Regions from separate parts of the Zea mays genome. Here all the other regions are linked to region 2. The links are chromatin contacts, called in public Hi-C maps. All regions are on one chromosome and are shown on one strand. The core of a region is the stretch at or near the end of the contact, and the rest is flanking DNA. Distances in the headings are between cores, read along the strand shown. Region 1 has its middle 70 kb from the start of LOC109944812. Region 2 has its middle 17 kb from the start of LOC103650065. Region 3 has its middle 53 kb from the start of LOC109944812.

Region 1 (3,809 bases), core at 958-3,457, 180 kb before region 2:
CTTAGAAATTTCTTGGGTTTTGGTTTCCTGTAGGCACGCTACAGTGGGAGACAAAGAGGCAATAGCTGCACGAACAAGTTCACATTTTTCCGAGTCGCCAAGACCACGAACATTCCACGACAACACAGACAGACTCTTGACGCTACTCATTTTTAGAACACACAGACACCATCATGCTAAAGCACACAGACACTGGGACAACTGAGAAGCAAAGCCCGGTGAACGCACAGAGCAGGCTGAACACAAAAGAACCGAATACAGACCCCCACGGGACACACAGAGAGGTGCAGACTGACGTGCCCACTGCACCATGAGCAACAAAGGTGCAGACTATCATTCCTTGGCGAGCGGCACCACCCCAACAGCATTCGCAGCTGAGCACCCCAATCCTGCCGCGCGAACAAGCCTGCGAAGAGCTGGTATGGAGATCGGCGCCATTGAACGACTGAGCAAACCTTTTTTCTGGACTTCCCCCTTCACCGCTGTAGAGCAGCCTTGTAGGGTATCCCTCAGTTCCTTCAACCTGACCGCCTTATTAGTCATATCCACGAAATTTCCGTTAGCTTTTGCCGCCAGCCGACTGCTCTTGCGCTGGATTGGCTTGGGAACATTGTTTCTTGGTGGGCGACCAGCTCTTTTGTGCGTGGTAGCGTTGAGAGCAGTGGGTGATGCCGGTTGCCGTTTGCTGGAGCAATGGCTTTGAGGAGTGGTGTTTTGTTGAGGAGGCAGTTAGTTAAAACATTATTTTGTAGTGTACACTGTTTTCAGAGTGTTCGTAGAGTGGAATTTAAATATAAGTATGAGAATAAATAAGCTGCCGGAGACTGCATTCAGCCCTTGCTGAACTCGAGTGGGAATAATTAGCTTTTAACTTGTGACCATTCAGGTCCACGCACTCTCCCACAAGGATGACCTGTGAAGGATCCTGAGCCGGCAGGTCCGGCGGGAAACGAAGAAAGCACGGGTCCGAGACGACAAACTAATCCATGCACGAAAATGACACGCACGACGCTCACGCTATTAATCTAGCGTTCTCACACATACACCACTTTGATTGTTTTTTTGCTTGCTAATGAAGCTTGATGCATACTCTATGTGTGAGAGATCAAGGACAGGTGATGAGAACTCGCTCTAGTCAAGTGAGGTTCTGATGAGTTGTTCTTAATCGAAGCAATGCAAGTGTGCCATACGTCGTCTTCTAATTTCACTAACTAATAGTACTACAATGGAATACGTTGTTTGAGACAAACTATTTGCGAGGTGCCACATGTAGTGTAGCTGCATGTCTCATCGCACATGCTTGCAATAGGATGATTCAGGGGGCGTTTGCTAGAGCTCCCATAACTCTGCTTCTAGTGAGAATCACTTCTAAAAAGTTAAACGGATAAGAACTGAATTGCTTCATAGTGAGAGTGAAATGAATTTAGTCTTCATTTTATACTACAGATTAGAAGAAAAAAAAACATGCTTCTCGCTGCTCTCAACCTGCTTCCCACACTCCAATTCCTCAGGAATCACTTCACACACAATTTATCAGACGGTTTTCGTCAACTAGATTCACTTCTACTTGAGAGTTATTTAGAATCAGCTCTCGGAGCTAGAGAATTATAGAGAATAGCTCTACCAAACAAGTAAATCGATGCAGGTCAGCAGGGGAAGTTCTGGTGCTCGGTAAGTAACCGTCATGGTGTTGCTAGTCTTAGACCCTGTTTGTTTCAGATTATAATCTCTCCAGATTATATAATCCAGTGCAAATAATCCACTAGGTAAACAAAGATATAGGTTATAGGTTCAGATTATATAATCTAAACTCTAGATTATGATAATCTCATAATCTCCTCAAGACTAGCTTATTTGAGATTATTTTGGCAAAAGACCCACTACCCATGGGAATGTAAATAGAAATTACAATATATGCCATCCTTCTTTTCTCACCTTAAATAAACAATAAGGGTATTGTTGTCTTTGTGAATAATCTACATTTGTATAATCTAAACTACCAAACAACTACATATAGATTATAATATATCTAGATTATAATCTGGATTATATAATTTAGATTATAATACAGATTATATAATCTATAAGCTAAAACAAACATGCCCTTACTCCTTCAGTCAGATTATTAGGAATACATCTATTCCGTCCACAGTAGTGAAAGGAAGTACATTCAGCAGTGAATGGGACGCGTAGACAGTGCTGCCATGTGCCAATGCAACCACCAACAGCCTCTGATCGGATGATGTGCATCATGCATGCATGCATCAATCAATCAAAACGCCACCCGAATGGATTGAGACGAAAATGACAAGTATACTGGCGATTCACTTGGTTTAGGTTTCATTTAGAATAGTTAGCTGTTAAAATTAGTTTTAAAAGTTTAAAACACCTCTAGAGCTAATAGTTAGATGCTAATTTTTTTTCATTAATAATTATTATTAGTTTGTTAGCTATCTAGCTAATAATTTATTAGTTGGCTAACTATTAACTTTATTAGGGGTTTTAAACATGACGTTATTCAAAACGTTCGGCAGTAACGGTACTCTTGTTGCTGCTAAACTTTAATATGTGGACTTATAATCCTGAAAGCGTGGATGAGAGAATTATATGGTGACGACGCAAAGACCGGCCGGGAGACCTTAAAAATTTGTAGACTCACCTATATGTCGTATGTGCTGCCAGCTTTCATTTGTGGACTCTACTCCTGCTAGATAGATGCCAAATCTCTACTTCTTTACTATACTTAAAGTACCAATTTCAACGGTCGGTACGTGTCATTTTTTATAAAAAAAGTTCCTACATTTCTTCCAAATCAATTCAGTGTAAAATATTAAAAAGGGTGCAGAAGGTCGAGTTTGAACCCACGCCTTAATGGAAGAAGGGTGTGTGACACTAGGGCGAAACTATCTAACTAGTAAAACATTATGCTCAAGTATTTATAATATTGAATATAAATTGTACATATGTATATATAATTTTTTTTGTAATATAAAAAAATAATCGTGCTGGGCCAGGCAGCACTACGGACCGAGGCTACGACCCAAGCACCGGACGACGCTCGTGCCGAGTTGGTCCAGGCACTATTAAATAGGTCGTGCCTCGGGCCGACTCGCCAGACACGACCCATTTGGCCATCTATACCTCCACACGATAATGATGGTCATCACCTCAGTTGCCACCAGCTTGTTCGCCATTATACTTCTTTTCTCTCTCCCCTCATGGTTCCACCTTGGCGCCACCCCATTCTCGGCAGAGGGCGTAGGAGCAGGCGCCTCCTTCCCGTATTCGTCCGACACCAGCCCCGACACTGACTCGTGTAGTGGCTATTGCACGTCCACGAGGACATTTCACATCATGCGCGCATCATCGTTTTCGCCGTTGTCGGACGTCCCGTTCGTCTTCCCGGCCTTCGCTGTTCTTCCTCCCCAACCTGCTGCCCCCGCCCACGGTCGCAGCCGCGAGCCGGGAGCCGACCGACACTCGTCGATACGGGTACGGGGTGAGTCGATCACACTACGGGAGCTACAGTCATTTTCGGCGGCCAGGAACCGCCGAAAATAAGGCCTTTGCCGCCGAAAATAAGCTATTTTCGGTGGTCTTATGCTTATTTTCGGCGGTTTCAGACCGGCAGAAAAAATCAGCCAAAAATAAGCCTTTATTTTCGGCGGCCAGAGACCAGCCGCCGAAAATAGCTTATTTTCCGCGGCAGCCAGAACAACCACCGAAAATAAGGGTTGACTTTCGGTGGATGTCGTGTGGTCGCCGAAAACAACTTATTTTCGACAGCCCGGCCCCTAGACGCCGAAAAT
Region 2 (3,521 bases), core at 917-3,416:
ACTCATCCATCTTTTGAAGAAGCTTCTCCAAGGTTTGTGGGGGCTTCCTAGCAAAATATTGAGCCGTAGGTCCTAGTCGAAGCCCCTTGATCATGGCCTCAATGACAATTTCATTGGGCACTGTAGGCGCTTGTGCTCTTAAACGCAGGAACCTTTGGACATACGCCTGAAGATACTCCTCATGGTCCTGCGTGCACTAAAACAAAGCCTGAGCAGTGACTGGCTTCGTCTGAAAGCCTTGAAAGCTAGTGATTAGCATATCCTTGAGCTTTTGCCATGATGTGATTGTCCCTGGCCGGAGAGAAGAGTACCAAGTTTGTGCTACGCTTTTGACTGCCATGACGAAAGATTTCGCCATGACTGCAGTATTGCCCCCATATGAAGATATGGTTGCTTCGTAGCTCATCAGGAATTGCTTGGGGTCTGAATGCCCATCATACATAGGAAGCTGAGGTGGTTTGTATGATGAGGGTCATGGGGTAGCTTGCAACTCTGCTGCCAAAGGAGAAGCATCATCGAAAGCAAAATTGCCATGATGAAAATCACCATATCATTCATCATCGTTGTATGAATTCTCTTGACGAAGCTCCTTGTGATGGGGCCTTCGGTCTTGGTCCTCCTCGGTGAGATGGAGCATTTCATCGGCAGCTTCATCAATTTTTCTCTGGAGATCGGTGAGCCGAAGCATTTTCTCTTTCTTCTTTTGAACCTGTTGATGGATAGCTTTGAGGTCCCTGATCTCTTGGTATAGTTGCTCCTCCTGAGGTGTTGGGCTGAGAGCCTTTCTCTTCTGGCTCCTAGCTTCGCGTAGCATCCCTGATTAACATCCAGTGGCTGCAGTGCAGCCCCTGGCCCAGCTGTCTTCTTCGGCAGCATGACGAAGGTCGATGCTAGCCGAAGGTGGTCGGATGAGTTCACCGGAGGTGGGCGCCAATGTTTGTCCTTGTTCTCAGATGTTATACACCAAGAACAAAGCAACACAATTGTTATTGATTAGGGACCTTCGTCTTTCGAAGCATTATTTCCCTTAGGATATAATGATCTCTAGACGAAGGACATACCTTCGTCATTTTAGTGAGAGAAGACAGGAATAAAGGCGTACGAAACACAAAAAGAATATAAGCAATTATTCCAAATCATTAGATTATTCATCTCTTTATTTCATAAACATGGATAAGCATTAATAGTAATTATAGTACATTTGTACCTTCGGCTTGACAGAATGTAAAAGAGCGGAAGTGACGTAGGAATGGTTACAAGTCAGCGTGAACAGTACGGTGTTACTGTTCATCTATTTATAGGCACAGAACGTAGTCTAGGAAAAATTACATTCATGTCCCTGATATTTACTGTTAGCCAAAAGGCAAGCTGTCGAGGACCAAGCAGTCTTTTTCCCTTTAGGTCGGTTTCATCCTCCACCACCGTCCTTGTGCTAAACCGAAGCTTCTCCGGCCACAGCTTCGGAGCTGGTTCATCCTTCTTCCAAATCACGCCTTTTATACCATGCACACCTTTATTCCAAAACCGAAGCTTCCTGTGACAGTATACTATACTGGAAAATATGTTAGTTGTGTTTTTGAGGACCTTTGGAAGAGTAAGGCCCCCAAAATTAGATTTAGGGTATGTTTGATTCACTGTCTAACTTGTCACACTTTGCCTAATTTTTCTATCTAAGATTAGTTTTCAATTTAAACAATTAATCTTAGGCAAAGTGTGGTATAGTTAGCAACGAACCAACCATACCCTTAATCCCTTCAATCCCCACTAATCTAGGTGCAATGCAACCAACCGAACAAGGGCGGGACATCCTTTGGGGGAAGTTGGGAAAACGGCTACACACTATGGGGCGGCTAGTGGAAGAGCAGGTAAAGATAAGCAGCTTATCCTGATTGTTGGGTTTGGCTTGGGTGCGTGTGCGTGACTGGTCATCTGTTGCAAGCCCTGACGCCGCGAAGCATTTCCACGTTCAGCATCAGCATGTGCGGCGGCTGCTGCTTCGCCAGTGGCCTCTCTCGCATGCACGCACGCACGCACTGACGGACCACTTTTGCGCTCCGGCGTCCTTGTTTCCATCCCTTTGATGAAAGCGAAAAAGGGGGCGCCACTCACATGGATCCCGCCCACCATGGCACGCGGGCCCACCATGCTTTTCCGGACCCATTGTCATCGGCACCGAACCGCGTGTGCTGCCGTCCTGGCCTGTGCTATACTATATAATATATAGTATAGTCTATCTATAAAGAAGAACGCGTGCAATTGCCATGGTGCGCAAGGGATGATGCGATGCGATGCAGGTTGCAGGGTTAGGTCAGTTCCGGTCCGGACGGTGGTTCGCTTCGGAAAAGAGCGGTTTCCGGTGCATCCCCACTGTACGAAGCCGACGCGACGCGAGGGTCTCTATTTAAAATCGCACACACGCACGATTTCGCCGTTTTGCTCCTGCTCCAAATTAATCAAAAGGCGGCCTCCCTTTCTGTGTTGCCGCGCGCGCACGTTCGATTCAACTTGGAATTGTTATCGGTGGACGACTGGATGCGTGTTGTTGGACTCTTGATCGGTGCATGAGACTGCTCGTCGACGGTCGGTCACGTCACGTTGTATGTGCGCGGCGGCGCACAAGCCACGACGCCGCCCGCTGGCCGTCCCTGCACCCCTGAGTTGCCGCCGCTCATACGACGCGCGTCGTCACGTACCTAATGATCGCCGATCGCGTCAGCTTTAATTTAGTCCACTGCTCCTGGGGTCTCGTCAATCTCTGAAGAAAATGTATATAGAGAGATTTCGTGTGTGGACTGCACGAGCAGAACGTCATTGACCAAACTGGGGTATCAAGTAGGTGATGATTGGTTTAATTGGCGTCGGCATCAACATCGTTAACATTACACTACAAATATATCTTCTGCGCCACCGCCTTTAAAAAAATACCGAGGTGGGTATCGTCTGCGCACGGGGCTGGTCGCCCGCCCCGCTCTTTGGTTATTGCAGCACCTGCACGTCCGAAAACAAGACTGAAGAAATCCAAGAGAGACGGAGAGAATTGGAGCCGACCTCAAAACTGAACAAACAGTGCTAAACTAGAGGCACACAGATTCAAAAAATGAGCATGTGTGTCCGCAGTTGGACTTAAAAGTCAGGCGAGTTCAGGACTGACGTGAGTCTCGTAGGGACGTTTGAAGCGCCCGCGGTTCAACTTGTATCATATCATTATTAGCGGATTTATTTTTGTATTGACCTGTAGTCTATCAATTGTATATATATAGACATTTTGTAGGTCACGCGGGAAGAGATAATTCATTTTATTCTTTGTTCTATAAACTCTCCTCACCGATGCACGCACATGGTTTTTTACCGCTGCAATTTTTCACTTAATTATGTGCCTCATGTTTGATTTATATTCGTATTATTTGATAGCAAGTTGTATCAGAGCCAAACATAAGATTCAAAAAAAATCTATCGTTTTAATCGGCCTGCAAGTTCGACGCGCCATCGTTACTGTTTGGATCTACTATTTGGTGTCTTTG
Region 3 (3,569 bases), core at 799-3,298, 190 kb before region 2:
TATAACATTGGGTTGGAATATTATAGGCCCAGCTAGAAGAGAGGAGGGAACGACAGGAGATGGAGGCAAGGATGATGGAGGAGCAGGAGACATGCTTGGCAGATCAGCAGAGTATGGCGGAGATGTTCCAGTACATGTAGAGCCTTGGCGCCGCACAGGGTTTTGATCCACCACCTCTATTGTTTCCTCCAGTTGACCCTGCTCAGTTCCATACTCATGTGAGTATCAAAATTCTAGTCCTGCATGATATATATTTAACTGGTATAACACATGCAATCTCTTCTCTGTGCAAGGACAATCTAGGGTGGCATCCAACAACCCTTTTGGATCGCCCAGCCCATCGCCGCACCAGTCCAGCCGGCCACTGCGCTAATCATCTTCTCTTAGCTTGTGTGATAAACTTGTGAACTTATGTTTGTGAAAAACTTATGTTTTAGAGTTGTGTGATACTTATGTTGATGAATCTTGGTATGAACATAGACATGTTTGTGAAAACCTTGTGAGATATGTTTTTTTGTGAAATATGTGGTCTCTATTATGTATGTGATATCTATGATGTATATGTGATATATATTTTGTTTGTTTGGATGGAATAGCAAAAACAAATAAAAAGAGGTGTATTGGTCGCTTTGCTGAGTGTAACACTCGACAAAGAGGTACTTTGCCGAGTGTCTGGGTCATAGCACTCGTCAAAGAAGGCATACCTGGGCACCGGTACAACATCTTTGCCGAGTGCGAAGACCACAACACTCAGCAAAGAAGCAACTTTTGCCGAGTTCCTTCTAATGCTCTCGGCAAAGGAACTGACAAAGGGGCCTGGTGGCGATCTCATTATCGAGTGCTAGTCCGGCGGACACTCGGCAAAGAGGAAAACTCTTTGCTGAGTGTTACCTAATACGCTCGGCAAAGGGATACTCTTTGCCGAGTGTCAGTATAGTGTACGCTCGGCAAAGGTTTTGTTGCCGTTATCGGTCGCCGTCACAGCGACTTTTCTTTGCCGAGTACAGAGTGACTTTGCCGAGTGTCCGATAAAAAGTACCCGGTAAAGAAGTCGTTGCCGATGTATAGTTCGCTGAGCTTCACACTCGGCAAAGTTTTCGCTGAGTGTTTTTTAGGCTTTAGACACTCGGCAAAGTTGTTTTCGGTAGTGTATCTATATATATCGATGCATATATATGCTTATAGACCTTACTGTTGTTACCGTATATTTATAGCTTTGCAAAGCCGTATCTATCAAGAGTAAACAATAGCATTATCTTCAATTTATTGCAGGTCGGCTGATATCCTAGTAAATATAAAATGATGTCTGATAAGACATTTTTTGAGCACGCTAGCTGTACTGACTTTCAATATCAACTCTTTATTACCGATATGGCTAGTCACACGGAAGAGGCTACTCACAATGCCTGTTGATAGACTAGTGGAGTGTAACAAAGATATGGATGGGAGACTTTACAAATAGGCTATGCATAGCCAACACATGCACGTGTCTTCGAAAGATTTCATTGGTTTTTTTGTTTGAGTGTCACGTCTATGTAATTTCTTTTCTGTGACTATTCGACAAAAGCTCTTTTGTTTTTTTAATCATGCTGACATAATTGATTATCTTAGAGCATCTCGAACAAACTACATAAATTTGAGTAAAAAAAAAGAAAGAAAAAAAAACTCGAACACACGAAATCTATTGGCGGCCTCCCAAACCCCCTTTCCCCCGCTATTTAATTTGAATAGTACTGGTGGTGGTCCACGTGTCCTTGTGAACAAACATTATATGCATTATGAAGGAAGGATTCACCTTGGTAAAACGTAGATTGTGATTCTTTTTCTCGGTTAATTATTTGTAGCAGAATTTGCTTTTCTGTGAACCATCTTGCTCCGTGTAGGAGGGAGGAAGTGGCGTGAATTATCTTTTTCGATGGAACTGTGGGTTACTACGTAAATTTTGGGCCGTAAAATGGGCCGGGAAAGAGACTGGCCGCAGAGCCGAGGCCGACAGACAGGGCCCAAGTGTATCTGTGTATGTGTCTCCAGCGGGCCGTATTCATTCTTGGGCAGATGCCGTGCTTTCCGTCCACTCCATCGAGCCTCGTCCCAACTATAGCGTCTACACGCTCCGACACCAGGAAGTCTCTCAGCGTCTGTCGGCCCAGCGTGCGCACGTCCGGCCCAGAATGGCTTTGTAACAAGTGAGCGCATGCGCGTGCGTTAAAAGGACAATTGCCGAGGCTGGCATGGCCTGGCATACTCCGGATCCTCTTCTCCAAATTCGATTCAGGGTATATTGACTTTATCTAAACATTTATTTGATTGTCTGTATATCTTGAACATGAGCTGCATGAGTGGATGCAAAATAAATTATTTTGAGGTCTTTTGGTTGTATCCACTCATACGCCAAAAATACTCGTTTTCGGTCAGTCTAGATCGGGCGAGCGTGGGTGCGCTCGTCCAGATAACCAATCAGCCCGAACACACAAACACCCCCCACCCATTTCTTCTCTATACAAAATAATCGATGCTGGATGGACTATACGGTCTGATTGGTTGATGTACTAGGCTAGCCTGAGCCGAGCCAGGATAAACAACACCGAGTTAAACTTATACAAGACACACTTGTTTGGTTGTTAATTTACATGAACTCATGCAGACTAATTATAGACTTTATTTGATTGCTTGTACTGAGTGTATTAGACAAGAGTCCATAAATAAATTTTCAAATATTATATAGTATAAATTTAAAAACATAAATATAAAATTAGTTTGGTGATTAAATCTCTTAATTAATAGTTATTAATGAAAAAACAAACCAAAATAGCATTTCATGTACCGGCGTGCCTGCATGCGGCTGGCATGTATGTGTTAAGTAACCCTAGTTAGGGTTATGTGGGCAAATAACTGTTTTGCCCTCTAGGGGTCTCACATCTTTATATAAGGAACCTGTACCCCCCTAATAATACAGAGAAGAGAAAGAGGACAGAGGCCCAACCCTATATCATGTGTCTCGTGTGTTACTCTGTCGTGCTTCTGAAAAGGGGGACGGGTTCTCTACAGCTTCTCGCGCCTCTACTGCTGACGGGAGGGAAGGGAGCGGATCTGGTGATCTGTGGTAACGTAGTTCTCAACACGTTATCAGCACGCTCTACCTCGACGTTGCTGCGGGATTGGATCTGTATCAACTCTCCGTCAATCCGGTAGGTCTCCGGCCTAGCCGAACTGTCGTACATAACAGGCTTCGATTCCTCTACACAATCGAATGGCATGTCCTTCTAATTACATTGGATCTGCTTGTTCGTTGGAGAAGAACCTGCAATTGCAGTGCTGGTATGCGATCCGTGATTAGAGCCGAGTGCATGCGGTAGTTGGGCGCAAGTGTTGTTGTTTTTCACGGATTAAAAAGTGAAATAAAAGTATGCATGCGATGGTTAGAGATTTTAATTAAGTGGCTTGGAACGAGTGGGCCTTAGCGGCTTAGCCGTATGCTCCCTTAGTTGTTGTGTGCATGACTACAGCCTGCATGCAATCTTATTATCTCGCCTGGTTAAATGCTATTACGTGTAGCTAAAAAGAAAAAA

The links. A called contact is a pair of places that touch in the nucleus more often than the background predicts.
Region 1: a contact with region 2 is called in a Hi-C map of tassel, with 2.7 times the contacts expected there. The contact joins two enhancer-like sites. A contact is called at or near these places in 2 of 25 Hi-C or Micro-C datasets (leaf and tassel).
Region 3: a contact with region 2 is called in a Hi-C map of leaf, with 3 times the contacts expected there. The contact joins two enhancer-like sites. A contact is called at or near these places in 2 of 25 Hi-C or Micro-C datasets (leaf and tassel).

Annotation. Positions count from the first base shown.
Region 1 is chr3:50,715,424-50,719,232 of Zm-B73-REFERENCE-NAM-5.0, reverse strand. No RefSeq gene overlaps it. Among protein-coding and RNA genes, the nearest start is that of LOC109944812, 70 kb to the left of the region's middle. Within about 2 kb of position 2,207, at least 6 of the 20 cell types and tissues checked have an H3K27ac peak or open chromatin away from gene starts, as enhancers often do. A contact at or near this core is called in tassel, where this site is marked.
Region 2 is chr3:50,540,301-50,543,821 of Zm-B73-REFERENCE-NAM-5.0, reverse strand. No RefSeq gene overlaps it. Among protein-coding and RNA genes, the nearest start is that of LOC103650065, 17 kb to the right of the region's middle. Within about 2 kb of position 2,166, at least 19 of the 20 cell types and tissues checked have an H3K27ac peak or open chromatin away from gene starts, as enhancers often do. A contact at or near this core is called in leaf and tassel, where this site is marked.
Region 3 is chr3:50,732,235-50,735,803 of Zm-B73-REFERENCE-NAM-5.0, reverse strand. No RefSeq gene overlaps it. Among protein-coding and RNA genes, the nearest start is that of LOC109944812, 53 kb to the left of the region's middle. Within about 2 kb of position 2,048, at least 17 of the 20 cell types and tissues checked have an H3K27ac peak or open chromatin away from gene starts, as enhancers often do. A contact at or near this core is called in leaf and tassel, where this site is marked.